Regions from separate parts of the Anser cygnoides genome. Here region 1 is linked to region 2. Evidence: chromatin contacts called from public Hi-C data. All regions are on one chromosome and are shown on one strand. The core of a region is the stretch at or near the end of the contact, and the rest is flanking DNA. Distances in the headings are between cores, read along the strand shown.

Evidence for each region. A called contact is a pair of places that touch in the nucleus more often than the background predicts.
Region 1: a Hi-C map of granulosa cells shows a contact between it and region 2, with 1.7 times the contacts expected there. The contact joins the enhancer-like site here to the promoter of LECT2 in region 2. A contact is called at or near these places in 3 of 7 Hi-C or Micro-C datasets (granulosa cells and liver).

Annotation. Positions count from the first base shown.
Region 1 is chr14:3,889,090-3,895,555 of Taihu_goose_T2T_genome, reverse strand. The region is part of intron 1 of SMAD5 (SMAD family member 5); the gene reads right to left. Among named protein-coding and RNA genes, the nearest start is that of SMAD5, 20 kb to the right of the region's middle. Within about 2 kb of position 3,720, at least 1 of the 3 cell types and tissues checked has open chromatin away from gene starts, as enhancers often do.
Region 2 is chr14:3,821,628-3,827,778 of Taihu_goose_T2T_genome, reverse strand. LECT2 (leukocyte cell derived chemotaxin 2) reads left to right here and starts at 2,716. Exons shown (of 4, transcript XM_013175706.3): 1 at 2,716-2,876; 2 at 4,082-4,178; 3 at 4,384-4,529; 4 at 5,059-5,578. The coding sequence starts at 2,831. The coding sequence ends at 5,225.

The DNA of each region.
Region 1 (6,466 bases), core at 2,471-4,970, 67 kb before region 2:
CTCCAAGTGAAAAAGGAATAGGAATAGCTACAAGTTGCCTGTCAATACATCTTCGCTGGAATATAGAAAATTGCTCCATTGTTTAGGAGGCTGTGGAAAACCTGCCAGGCTACAAAAATACTGAGATGCTCTTATCAGAGTGGCACGAGTGCATAGAAAAGGAATTGCATGAAATTGCCCAAATGCAGCCAGATCTGGAAATGCCTGCAAATAACAGTGTACTCCCCAGACTTTGGAAAAGAGACATCCTCCACAGAAATGTTTCTGGGCATGTGAGGGTCAGAGGGGTGACAGTGCAGTAAGAAGTAGATCTTGACCAGCTTCACAGCTATGGAAGACAGAACTGGGGAGCTCTCACCAGTTGGCCTCTGCTCTCTGTCCTGCTGGCAGCAAAGACTGGGATTTCAAACAGAGCCTCTCACGTGCGCTGTAATGTAAGATGATGGAGACAGTTGGAAGAGATAAGAAGGGGATTATTCTCTTATTTTCCATAATGTGAATGAAGAGATGAGGACACCTTTAAGTACAGCAGCTGGAAGCAATAACACCATGTCCCCCATTTCAGACTTTATTATTCAGTGCTGAAGAGGACAATCCTTCCTGATGCCCTGCAACCACACTGCTCAGTATTCATGCCCCATTTTCCCCCCACTTGTCTTTATTTCCACGCAGGTATTGGCAGAGCAGTGCCACCAGCGGGGAGGGGACAGCAGGAGCTGATGGGCATGAGCTCCCCAGCCCTCCATGCTGCGGGTTTCTGGAAACAACATTGGATTGCTCCCACTTACTAAAACAGGCGCAGTTTTTACAGCACCATTTAAACGACTTCCTCAGGAAATTTCACAGGCACACTGGCAGGCATTGATTTCAAGCAGAAAATAACCCAGCAGGAAACTCAAAGAGGAAAGATGTGCTGTAATTATATCTCTTCGGGGCTTGCAAGACAGAGGAAGACAAGACATAAACTAGCACATGCACCGAAGCTACAATGTGAAGCAATGCTGTAATTAATACAACCAAAGCTTTCAGAGTGCTTTTCTTACAATCAGAGTTTCGATGCCTAAGCACACAGTTATCCCTTTGCTTACACACACGAGCTCAGCAGCGTCGTTGTTAATTGGCACGGACTGTCTCATCTCTCCGCAATCCGGTTAAACAGACACAAGCAATTAAATACCTGTGACGATTTCTAGCTCACAAAAAGGGCCTGGGATGCAGCTTAGGCTTTCACTCCATTTCTAGAAATAAACGCTTTAACAGAAGAAAACAGCACAATGAACATAGGTAACGGCTCTGAGATCTGAAACTGCTTCACACCATCACAAGAACAGACGCTCCTTTTATGCAGCTTCTCTCAAATCACCTTTTCTCAGCCAGCTTAGGATCTGCACACACACTCCCTCTCTTTAGCTAATTGAAAATTAACCTGCGGTGTCTTTTTGCTTCAAAGCACATGATTGACAAAGCACGGATGAGTTGTACGGTGATAATTACTTTCAGCATATCCAAGTGAAACTCTCAATGGAGAAATAGAGGTTGGAGGAGGGACTAAATTCACAGCTATTTTTTTCCATCCAGTTTCAATGAAATATATTTCAGGACATGTGCCAGAGACCCCAGATATCTTAACATAGGTCCCACAGTGAGGCTGCAATGGAGCCCAGCTTTCCCATGGCCCAGGCAGCATCCAACCTGTTGGACTCCACTTTCTCCCTACAGCACTCCTGAGATGCTGATGTCCTCTGGCTGCAGAGGAGACAACAGCTTGCAAGTCTCTCGATACTAGCTCGCTCTCTGTCCCTCCGTTGAAAGGAAAGCCTCCCTACCACAAAGGGCCACCCCAGCCCTCCAGCACCCCAAAGCCATCCCATCACATGGAGCAGTGATGTGGACAGCCTGCGGGGAGTCAAACAGCACAGCTGCTTGTTTAGTGAGGGGCTAACCCTTGCAGCCAAGGTCAGGCACGATGAGGCTGCAACCACAGGTCACGTCAAATGTGCCGTGAGCCGGCACCAGCAGCTGCTGAACAATAACTGTTTTCACTTTTAGCCACCCAGGCTGCCCTTCAGCTTGCACTGCAGAAGACAATAGCCCGACCCCGGCTCAGCCGGGCCCTCCCTGAAGAATCAAAACCAATGCTTTCACCCAAAGGAAGACTACTTTTTTTTTTCCTCTAGGTTTTGACTATATTATTGAAAAACAAAAAAAATTTCTACCCAGTTCTTGCATCAGAAAAAGTGTGAGACAAGCCTCAGATTTATTTTTCTAAACCTGATTTTGCAGGAACATTATGTAAGCAGAAGTTTTTCATCTCCCATGACTATATTTAACTAATATTTAACGCCTATTTTGACTTTGCCACATACACCCAGATACAAATGCAACATTTGTTTATGGAAGGGGAAAACACTTATTATTTTACGTTTCTCCTCAGTGCAGATTTACAAGAAGAAAAGAAGAAAGAAAATCCCTTCTATTGGTGCAAACCCCGAGCCTGGGCACATTTTTGCACTTTCCCCCACTGTCGCCCGGTGACTTCTTGCACTTTCCCCACCTCGGCGCGAAACACAAAGCAAAGCTTAAACACGAAGCGAAGCTTTCATCGCAAGGCTCGGGTTTGCGTTGTTACCAGCAGGGCTATTTATATTCCCTGGAACAATAGCTGACCTTGGCCCAGCTCGAGCCCTTGGATACCCTGGGCTCGCATTGTCCCGCAGCATTCCCACCCAGCCGCCTGCGGCCGCCTTCCCTCCCCAGAGCTGCCAAGCCCTTGGGTGCAGGGTGGGGACGCGGCAGGCACCATAAACAAGGCGAGGCTCCACGCTCAAGGCTCGAAGCCCAAAGGCGAGGAGAGGTGCTGCTTTCTCCATCCTCCTGCAAGCGCGGAGGAAAGGTCACCGCTTCCCCAGTGACCTCTGCCACGAGATAGTTTGCTTCGCTAGCAGCGATCGCTTCTCGGAAACACAAAGCAAACCGTTCTCCCTAGCGGCTGGCTTCCTTTCTTTCTGGAAAGAAAGGAAAGGGCCCGGCGGAGCCCCCCGGTGCTGTACCCGGGCGTGCTCCTGCCGGCCAGCCGGGGCCCCCCGCCCGCAGCCCGGCAGCGAGGGCGCTGCTCGGGGCTGTGGCTGCGGAGGGGCCGCCAGAGGGACCTCGCGACCAGCGCTGGGACAGCCGAGCCCAGCAGTGCCCCAGCACCCCCGCAATGCCGCAGGACCCCCGGCACAAGGGGCAAGGCCGGGGGGCGAAGCAGGGTCCCCCCCGTCGCCAGCCCGACGCGGAGGCGCAGCGGAGGGGATGCGCTCCTGCGCCTCCATCCCGGGCGTCGCGCTCCTCTTCTGCCCGCTGCAGGGCACGCTTTGAATTCACAGCTTACAGCCAGGCAGGGGGCACCTTTCATCCCCCACAGCAACATTTTTGAGTAGGAATAATTCCTTCTGAATTTGGGATCTCCCCCGAGAACGAAATCAAATCAATATACGCGTATAAAAGCGTTTGAGAAACTGGGATCCCTGTCTCCGGGTAAAACCATTTCATTCTGGAAACTCCCGAAACACACCTGGGAGGACAGGCAGGTACCTGCCCGTGCCATCAGCCCCTTCCTGGGCAGATCCGGGGCTGCACAGCCCAACTGGACTTTATCAGAGCAGCTATTTAAGGCTGAATAATTTCCTCCTCCCTCTTCTAACAGCATCTTCAGCTGGCATAGGGCCCGGGGGCAGGAGGAACCTGCCAAGGAAGTAGTTCTGAGTTGCAGCAGCTCTGCTGGGAGATTTTAATTTCTCTCTAGCATGACTCTGAGTATAAATAAGGTCCAACAACAATTAGATTAGAGGTTAGATTGCCTCCCAAAGCCCCAAGAGAGCAGCAAGAATAACAGGGAGAGGATACAGAGCTGCCTGGTAGGCAGCTCATGCCAGCACACACCTGCAGCAGACCCCAGCCAACACCACAAACAAAATCCATCGGGTCACGTAACAGCAGGACACATCCCAGTAGTGCCCAGAGCAGCCCCCACTTCTTTGGGTTCATGGAAAGAGCTGAGGCAGCTCTGTCCGTGCTGCACAACCCCCCTTTTTTTTTTTCCTACCTCTGGGAAAGCCTCAGATGCATGCTGTTAGTCCAGGGCAGGAGCGCTAGTCTCCAGCATGTCCTATGGCACCTCAGTTGGAAACAGCTGGTTAGGCAGCACTCAGGTCTTGTGCAGAGCATTAATTTAGAGTTTAATAGCAAAAACGTAGGCATAAGAATTTTATTATTACTTTTACTTTTTGTTTGTTTGTTTTATGACTTATTCTTTCAGATCAAAGATGCTAAAACCTTGGGAATGAAACCACCATGAGGAGCAAGAACTTTCCCTTGGAGTAGGCAGTGGAAGCAGAGAGGCTCCGTTCTTGAGCTGGTTTTGGTGTTGTTGTTTGAACCACAACGCCATGGTGATAGCCGTGAGAAAACCTCCTACAGTTTGGACACAGATCCTACTGACTTAAGCAATTTCAAGGATACCCAGTGCATTTTTGAGGCTTGGAATGACTGTGCGTGGCTGTGTTGAAAGTTTGTTCCTTTGTTGAAGCAGGTTCATCCCATGTGCCCGCTGGACCGCAGCCACCCCCTGCTCCCACGGCCGTGCCCCACGGCCTCTCCTGCTACGCCTGCTGGGAGGTTGGGTGGACTCTTTCTGTACGTCACTCCCAATTTACCCCTGCACTTCCAGCCTCTTCTTTCCATTCACATTTTAAATTTTAACTTTTAATCCCCTTCTGCTGAGTCTGAACATTGTTTTTAGAGATGCCTCCCACCAGTCCTTTCCTCTGCCCCCGTGCTGCTGCGGACCAGGGCTGCCCCCCCCAGAAGCCCTTCCCAAAAGTTGCATTTTCCTTTTTGTCCTGAAAGTTCAGATGGAGAATCCGACCCAATTCAGTTTGTAAGTCATATCTCCATATATTTTTATTACGCTTTTCCTCCATTTATTTCGGTTGGAAAGATATGCCTGAGAGCAAAACCAAACACCTAAGGCCACCACAAATACTTCATCCCAACAATATAGTCCTGATGACACACTGACCTACCCCATTCTTGCCTCACATACCCCCTCACACATTTCTGCACACATTATGATGCCTGCTTCTCCGGTAAGCCTCAGGTTTAGGCGGTGTTCTTGTATGCTTGGGAAAACTATTCCCATATTATTTAATAGATTCCATCAGTTGCTTTTTTGCACACCCCTGATCACACCACACTTCAAACATGCTCTGAAAAAGCCATGAATCAGCTGTTGATATTTATTTTTATATGAGCAATTTCATTGTGGAACAGTTTTCAATGATGCTGTGCTGCCTTCAGCTCGGCTTAACCCCCTGCTCCCACCAAGGAGGAGGCAGCTATGCACATGCACCTCTCCACCTGGTTATCATTAAACATTGTGCTGACAACTGAAATCTTTAGTAATTACATGACAAAACTCCAACCTCAAAATCCTCCTGCAGCTTCCACAAACATCTCCCACTTCTTTTCATGAGGCAGCAAGGCCCAAAGCGAGTGGGGAAACAATGCCTGCGAGCTAAATCACCAGCGCTCTGAATTATGTGCAGATTAATTCTCGTATTGATGTTAAGGGGGTTTCCTTTCTTGATATGATCATTTCCTTTAACTGCTGAACTTGGAAGGGAGCCGTCCCCTTTGCCATTGTGCAGGGCTGAGCCACACTGGCCTCCCCAGCCATGTGCCTGTGTGCGTGCAGGGGCTGCCGGTGCCCCCGGGGCCTCTCCTGCCCTCCGGGAACCAGCACGCCCCATCCCCGCCAATTCCCTGCCCTTCTTCCATAGGACACTCAAGTCTTTTGCTGTTAGGTTTTAGTTTCCCTTCTCTCAGGCAAAGAGCAGCTCCGTGGCCTTGCCCGTGACCTCGGAACACCCCGTCCTTTCCTGAGCTGCCCTTGTTGCTTGTTCCAGACTCGTGCTCCTTCTCTCCCTGGTGCCATCCACAGGCTCTGGGTCCCTCTCCAACAGCAGAGCTTTTGCAGCAGCCTCCAGACAGCACCTCACCAACATCTGCTTTACCCGTTTTCTCAGGGCCTGAGACATGGCCTCAGCACAAAGCAGAGTTTCGTCATTAGCAGGAGCTACAATGCTCTAAAAATTACACAGCCGCCTCATCGCGCTGCTGCTGATTAATGCACCGCAGCCGTGGTGGAAACAATTTTTGTTTAAAATAAAAAAAAGAGCTACAGAGGGAAAAATACTCCCTATGGCCAAGTTGAACTCTCACTGAAATTCCCGTAACTCTCTCCTCTGGCTCCAGGGGGAACTGGACCAGATGCTCTCCAGGCCTACAAATAGATGAGATTTCTGTACAAGTCATCTATATATACACAGTCAATTCTAGCTCCTTTCTCCTCTGAGTCTTTTGTCTCATAAACAGCAGTAATGTGAGGAACGCTGTCCTCCCGTCACCTCAGTCCCTTAATGCC
Region 2 (6,151 bases), core at 1,467-3,966:
CGCCAAAAAAAATGGATGTTTAGGTAAGTCTGACACCTAGGTAACCAAGGTGCCCTCTCGTCATTACTGCAATCTGCCTCTACCCTAGGATTTAATTGTACTTTGATCTGAAAGTCTTTCAAACATATTTAGGTGTTTCAAGATGTAATAACTGATAACCAGAAGAAAAAGGAAGGCTCCTGTCTGTTAGTTTGATATGCTGAGTAACTCCTGTAAAGCAAAACCCAGTGTGCTTGTGTTAAACCCTCCAAATTGCAGGTTTTAGGGGAGAGGAACTAAGAGCATTTTTAGTATAAGCTAGTTGGGCTGAGAACTCCTATCCTTCAGAGCATCACCGACAAACTCAGTCATGCCTTGGTACTTGGTAAAGCAGAAATAAAATTATTACAGCTATTTGCATGCCTTCCACAAGGGAAAAAAAACCCTCATCTTGCTAAATGAGGGGCTGAGTCAAACACTTCCTCCTTAATGAAAAGTTTATTAGATCCCAGCAGGGCTACAGCTTTGGAAATTGCTTTTAGTGCATTTGATGAGTTTTGGGGACTAAGATTTAATGTTGCTGCCATTTAAATTTGATCTTACTTGAATTACACATGATTTGATTGTGCTCAGTTGCATGGGAGCAGATCACCGCTTTGCTACTGATCCTCTCCCCTGCAGGAGAGGCCACCAGCCACTACCCAGCCACCCACCTCACCTGCTTCTCAGCAGCTCCCAGCACTACAGGAGATGAGGAAAAGCCTCACTCACCTGCCACAGGGACTCCTGAATCCTTCCTCCTTCCCCCAGGGAGCTCCTCAGAGCCCCCACAAGCACAACCCCCAGCCCTGCTCCCCCTCTCCTTGCTTTAATTCTTTCACACACCTGCAAGCAATGCAAAATTAACTGCCAACTGCTGCCACTTTTCTGGCTGATTTTATGCAAAATAATAACAGCAATAATAATAATAATAATAAACTTTGGCTACAGCTAGCAAGAAGCAAAACATGAAGAAACTGGCAGCTATTATGCAGTGCTTCAGTCTTCGCAGCGTTGCTCACACAGAGCAAGGCTGCAGTTCCCACCAAAGGCAGTGCTGCAAACGCACGCAAGTCAAGCGAGGCATCAGCTGCTCTTGCACAGCTCACGCCAAACCCAAGTTAGTCATTCTTTACCTCTCTGATCCTTATCTGAGGGAATAACAAAAAATGTCAGCAAATAATTCAGTCTTTGCCGTGTTTAATTCACTCAGTTAGCTCTGCTGAAACTTTCTAACTCAGCAAAACCAAAACAAAGCCGAAGGGTCTCACAGAGGGGCACGGGGGGCCTGCCTTGCAGACCACAGCAGTCTCCCTGGCAGCACGGCAGCAGTTTATTAAAAGACCCTGGAGGAACAAATATCCCACCCGGGAATCCAGGTTTCCAAAAAGCTCTGTGTGCAAACTGCGTGAAACAAGGGCAGATGCCTGTTTTGTAAGGTCTACGTGCCCAGGCACCGGTGGGCCCCCTACCAGACGGTAGGTGCAGGAGCCAGCTGCTGCGGCTGCTGCCTTCTGACTGCAGGGCAATGCCAGCAATGGAGCAGGTCAATGGCCAAGAGGGCTCGGGGTTGTGTTTGGAGAAGCTGGTGGGTTCCCCCGCCATGTCTCACCATGGTACGCTTCCTCTGTTGTACTATACTGAGCGTGCAACGTGAAACCAAGGGGGCTGAAAAAGGGTTTGTTATCCCTCAGGATATTTATTAGCAAGAGAATATGGAGGGAAAGCTGGTTTTTAGCTTCTGGAAAAATGCACAACATTGCTTCAGTCATTCTTTTCTCCTCTTTGACGTTGATTGGTAAGTTGCTAACAAAATTATAAATTAACAATCTGAATTTAAGGTAATACAAGTTTATCTGACATGGTTGAGGTATGACCACATCTCAGCATTCGGGCTGAGAGCCAGCCCTGACCCACAGCCACGTCCAACCTGGGCACGGGGTTGTTTCTGCACAGAGAAACCAAAGAGCACGCACCGGGCAGCCAGAGAGCCACACAGATAACAACTTCCAGCTCCTGGCTATAAACCAGGCATCCCACTCCCTCCGTTCCCAGAAACAACTCTGGAGCTGGCCTTGTTCATGCTCCGCTGCTCCCTTCTCCTTCCGTTTCCCGTAAATTTGCTCAGCCACGATATCACAGGGTCCTGCACTTTGTCCGTTCAGGAACAGTGAAGGTTGTAAACATCGCCCACGCCGTTAGCGCTGCAGGTTTGTCATCATGGACAAAGCAATATCTGGGATGCATTAACGAAGGAATGGGGATCGGGGGTCCCGTCTCATGGGCTGCCTGACCAGAGCTGGGACACACAGAGTTTTTTCTGCATAAGGCACGGAGCTGTGCCCACCTGCCTGAATTTCCTTCCAAGCCACGGTGGGACGGCAAAGGTATATATATTTTTTATATATTTTTTATATTCGAGTTCTTTTCCCCCTTTCCACCCGTGGCATCTTGCTAAACATCAGGATTGGGCAACAGGCAGGAACAGAGAGAACTAGTTACAAACTGTCTTTAATGTTTGGTTTTAAAATTCTTCTTTTTTGTTGTAAACAAAAGCAAACAAGAACACACAGCTGGTGTTGCTAAACGGGCTGGAGCCTGCACACACCGATCAGCCAGGCTGGGGGTGCAGCCCATGGGCTGCTGGCAACTCTTGCTGCTGGCCCCAATCTGCAAGCAAAAAAGCTGATGTCATGTAAATTTTCTGATTGGCTGGAAAAATCGGGATACAGCCTCTGTTGGGATGTATAAATAGAAAGCAAAGTGGTTTGGACCTTTTGCTGTGAAAGCAGAGCTCTCGAGGTACATCAAGATGCACGGAGTCACAGCAGTCATCCTGCTGATTGCCATCTCCAGTGGTAAGTTAGCTCAATTGCTGTAAACGCATTTTCTTCTTCTTCTCTCACACTCTCTCTCTTTTCTTTCTTTTTTTTTTGTTTTTGTTTGTTTCTTTATGAAGTCTAGGAGCTGATTTATTCTGTGCCATTTTTTGCTTTTGAAAATCACTTGTCTCACACTGCATTGAAACCTACATCGAAAAATCCATTTTAGTTATGGTAGAGAGTTGTAGTAAAATTTTGTAGGAGAACTAACACTGCTTGAATAGAACAGAGTCAGCTGAGGCGCACCCATCGCTAACAGCACGCATTTTTTCTTAAAAGCCTTTAACTCAAAGGTCAGCCTGCTGAGCACAGGGTGTTCCCAGAGGTGTTTGTGCATTTAAAGTCATCACCTTTGCTTCTATAAAGAATACTTGATTAGTTAAAATAAATGAAGAGCACCTAGAACAAAGGGCTGCTTAGCTTGAGGAAGGCATCAGAGGTTTCCTGCACCTTTTAACACCAGTCCTTCGGCGTATAATTTCCCCATTTGTGTATGCTCCCCGATGCCAGCAGGGCTGGTGCCTGCGAGGTGTTGATGCACACAAACAAACCCCAGCCCGCTGCTTTTTTGCTATACCGGCCCTGTTCTCCAGCCCCAAAGAGCTTCACTTGGGCACCCCGTGTGCTTTGGTGGGGGAGGCTGGGGCCCTTCGAGGCTTACAGAAGGTAAAGGAGGGCGCCCCTGTCCCCCCGTTTCCCCTACAAAGCTCTTCCTCTCTCAGGTGAGGCTGGGGCTGTGTTATCAGCAGGGGTTTGGCTGTGGGTGACGACAGCGAAAGCTGGATCCGTTCTCCATCACCTGGGTGGTTGGACTGGGTATTGAAGGTTTTTTCTGGCTTAGGTGGTTCTGCGACTCTGTAACTGTTTGTTCTGCATCTTTGCCTTGAAGTCACTGCTGCAAGTACCCTCAAGTGTCATTGCACAGAGCATAAAACAAAGATATCTCACAGCATCCCTAAAATTAACTTCCATTAAAAGATAACAAATTATCTGGTTCCACGAACCTGAGCCACGCTTACAACAAAGTCCAAAGGGACTTTACTGTTAATTTCAACAGACTTTCAACCAGGCCTTTAGATTTTCAGAGCTCTGCGTGGCACTTAGCAATAGCAGGCGTTAAACAACATGGGTGGGGAAATCTCCTTGCTAGCTGCTGCCTTTCACCTTCTCTTCTCTTCTAGTTGCCGCAGGCCAATGGGGGAAAATCTGCGCAGGTCAACCCTCCAACAAAATCCGAGGCTGTGACAACCACGGCTGCGGCCGCTACGACGCCCCCAGGTCCGGGCCACGAAGACAGGACAGCACTTGAAGCTTTCTTAATAAAAATAAGCACAAAATAGGGGTGGGGGGAGCGGGGTGGGGTGGAGGAGCTTTGAGATTGGAGCTCTGGGGCTGCTTCCCTGGAGCTCGGGGCAGGGCAGGGTGATGGGGGGCAGCAGGAGAACCAACCCGCTGCTTGCTCACGGGGTCTGCTCTTCTGCAGGGGGGGGAAGAAGCACAAAGGGGTGGACGTGGTGTGCACAGACGGCTCGGCGGTGTACGCGCCCTTCGCGGGGAAGATCGACAGACAGGCCAAGCCCTACGGGAACGGCAACGCCATCGACAACGGCGTCCAGCTGTCAGGAGCAGGTAGGCAAGCTGAAGGATGTGCGCTTGCAACCCCTGATCGCAAAACGCTCCCGGCTGTTTATCGGATTTTAAGCGGAGCCCCAATGTGTGACCCCTGCCTGAGCTGCAGGGTGTTTGCCTGTTAACGAACCCAAACAAAAAACACGTCTTTGAAAGCCAAGCTCTGTTTATGCAGGAAAATTAGTTGATGCCACGTTATGGCATTTCACATCTGTGAAAAAGGTTAACGGATGGAGCTGGCCCCTTGGCACATTTGGGATGATTAAAGGAAGAGCCTTTTATTGCTGATGCAGTTCTACCCAACTTAATCCCCTTCCAAATCTCCTCCATATTTAATTATCTCTTTTCTTATTCTCTCTTCCTGATGCTCTAGGAACATCACAGCATTTTCTGCAATGTCTCCTGCTGCTGTAACTCAAATCATTTTATTGTCATTTATATTTTGCTACTGAATGTTATGACTTTGCCAGGCTTTTATAGCACTGCATAGGAACAACAGTTTCTCCTGTTCTCTCCTCCCTCTTGCCAGGATTCTGCATTAAGATGTTTTACATCAAACCCGTCAAGTACAGCGGCACCATCAAGAAGGGAGAGAAAATCGGCGTCCTGCTGCCCATGCAGAGCGTCTACCCAGGGATCACGTCCCACGTCCACATCCAGAACTGCGACTTAACAAACCCCACTTCCAACCTGTAAAGGGAGGCTGCACGTCCACGCAAAGCTTTCAGCTCCTCCCTTGGCTGCTCATTAAATTGCCTGGGCATTGGTGGCTGCTCTAGCAAAGTGGAAGCCACTGAACCTTCTCCATGGCTCCATAAGTATTCATAAGCAAAATGCTGGTAGTTATCCTAACACAGATACATAATACATACTTTAAAGCTATTTCTGTATCCTGCACATCGCGGTTGCAGCGTGCAGCGGGAGGCACGGAGCCTCGGGGACCTCGCCGCGCTGTGCCACCAAACACCAGCGGTCCCTCACTAAGCCAGAAACCTCACTTTGCTCACCTATGGGAAAGTCTTATCATTAAAGGGCTGTTTTGCTAGAAATTGCTTTGAATCTCTTCGGTGCCGTCACAGATATGGGTTTGGTTCTGCAGATGGGGGGAAAAAAATGGATAAAGCTGAAACTCAAATCTTTCCTGGGGCCCATCACAAAAAAATGTAAAACAAGGTTAATGAAGTAACTCTTTCCATTTCCCCAGACTCCTGCTTCGGGATTGCTTTGCCAAGCTTAGGTTTCTTTTTGTCCAAGTGAGGCATTTCTTTCCATTAGCAAATCAGCTGAAGTCTTTCCCAAGAGAACAGAGTCCTGTTAACAGCACAGGGCTTTCCCGGGCAGTGCTACCAACCTGCTCCTGGCACTCAACAGGAGCTGTGGGCACATGGATTTATTAAAGCCACTGCAATCTTAGGTAAGCAAGGGAGCTGCTACAGTGGGAGCTGTGTATGTCCCAGCAGCAGATTTGTTTTTACAAGAAAGTACAGAAAGACATGTGCTACATCTGTGAAAAATTCTGAACCCACTGTGTCCCATTCCCCTTCCCCAGGAGCCACTTTAGCTTTGCCATGAATAAAACATCAGCACATCCAGATACATGTATAGCCCAAACCTGCAGAGAC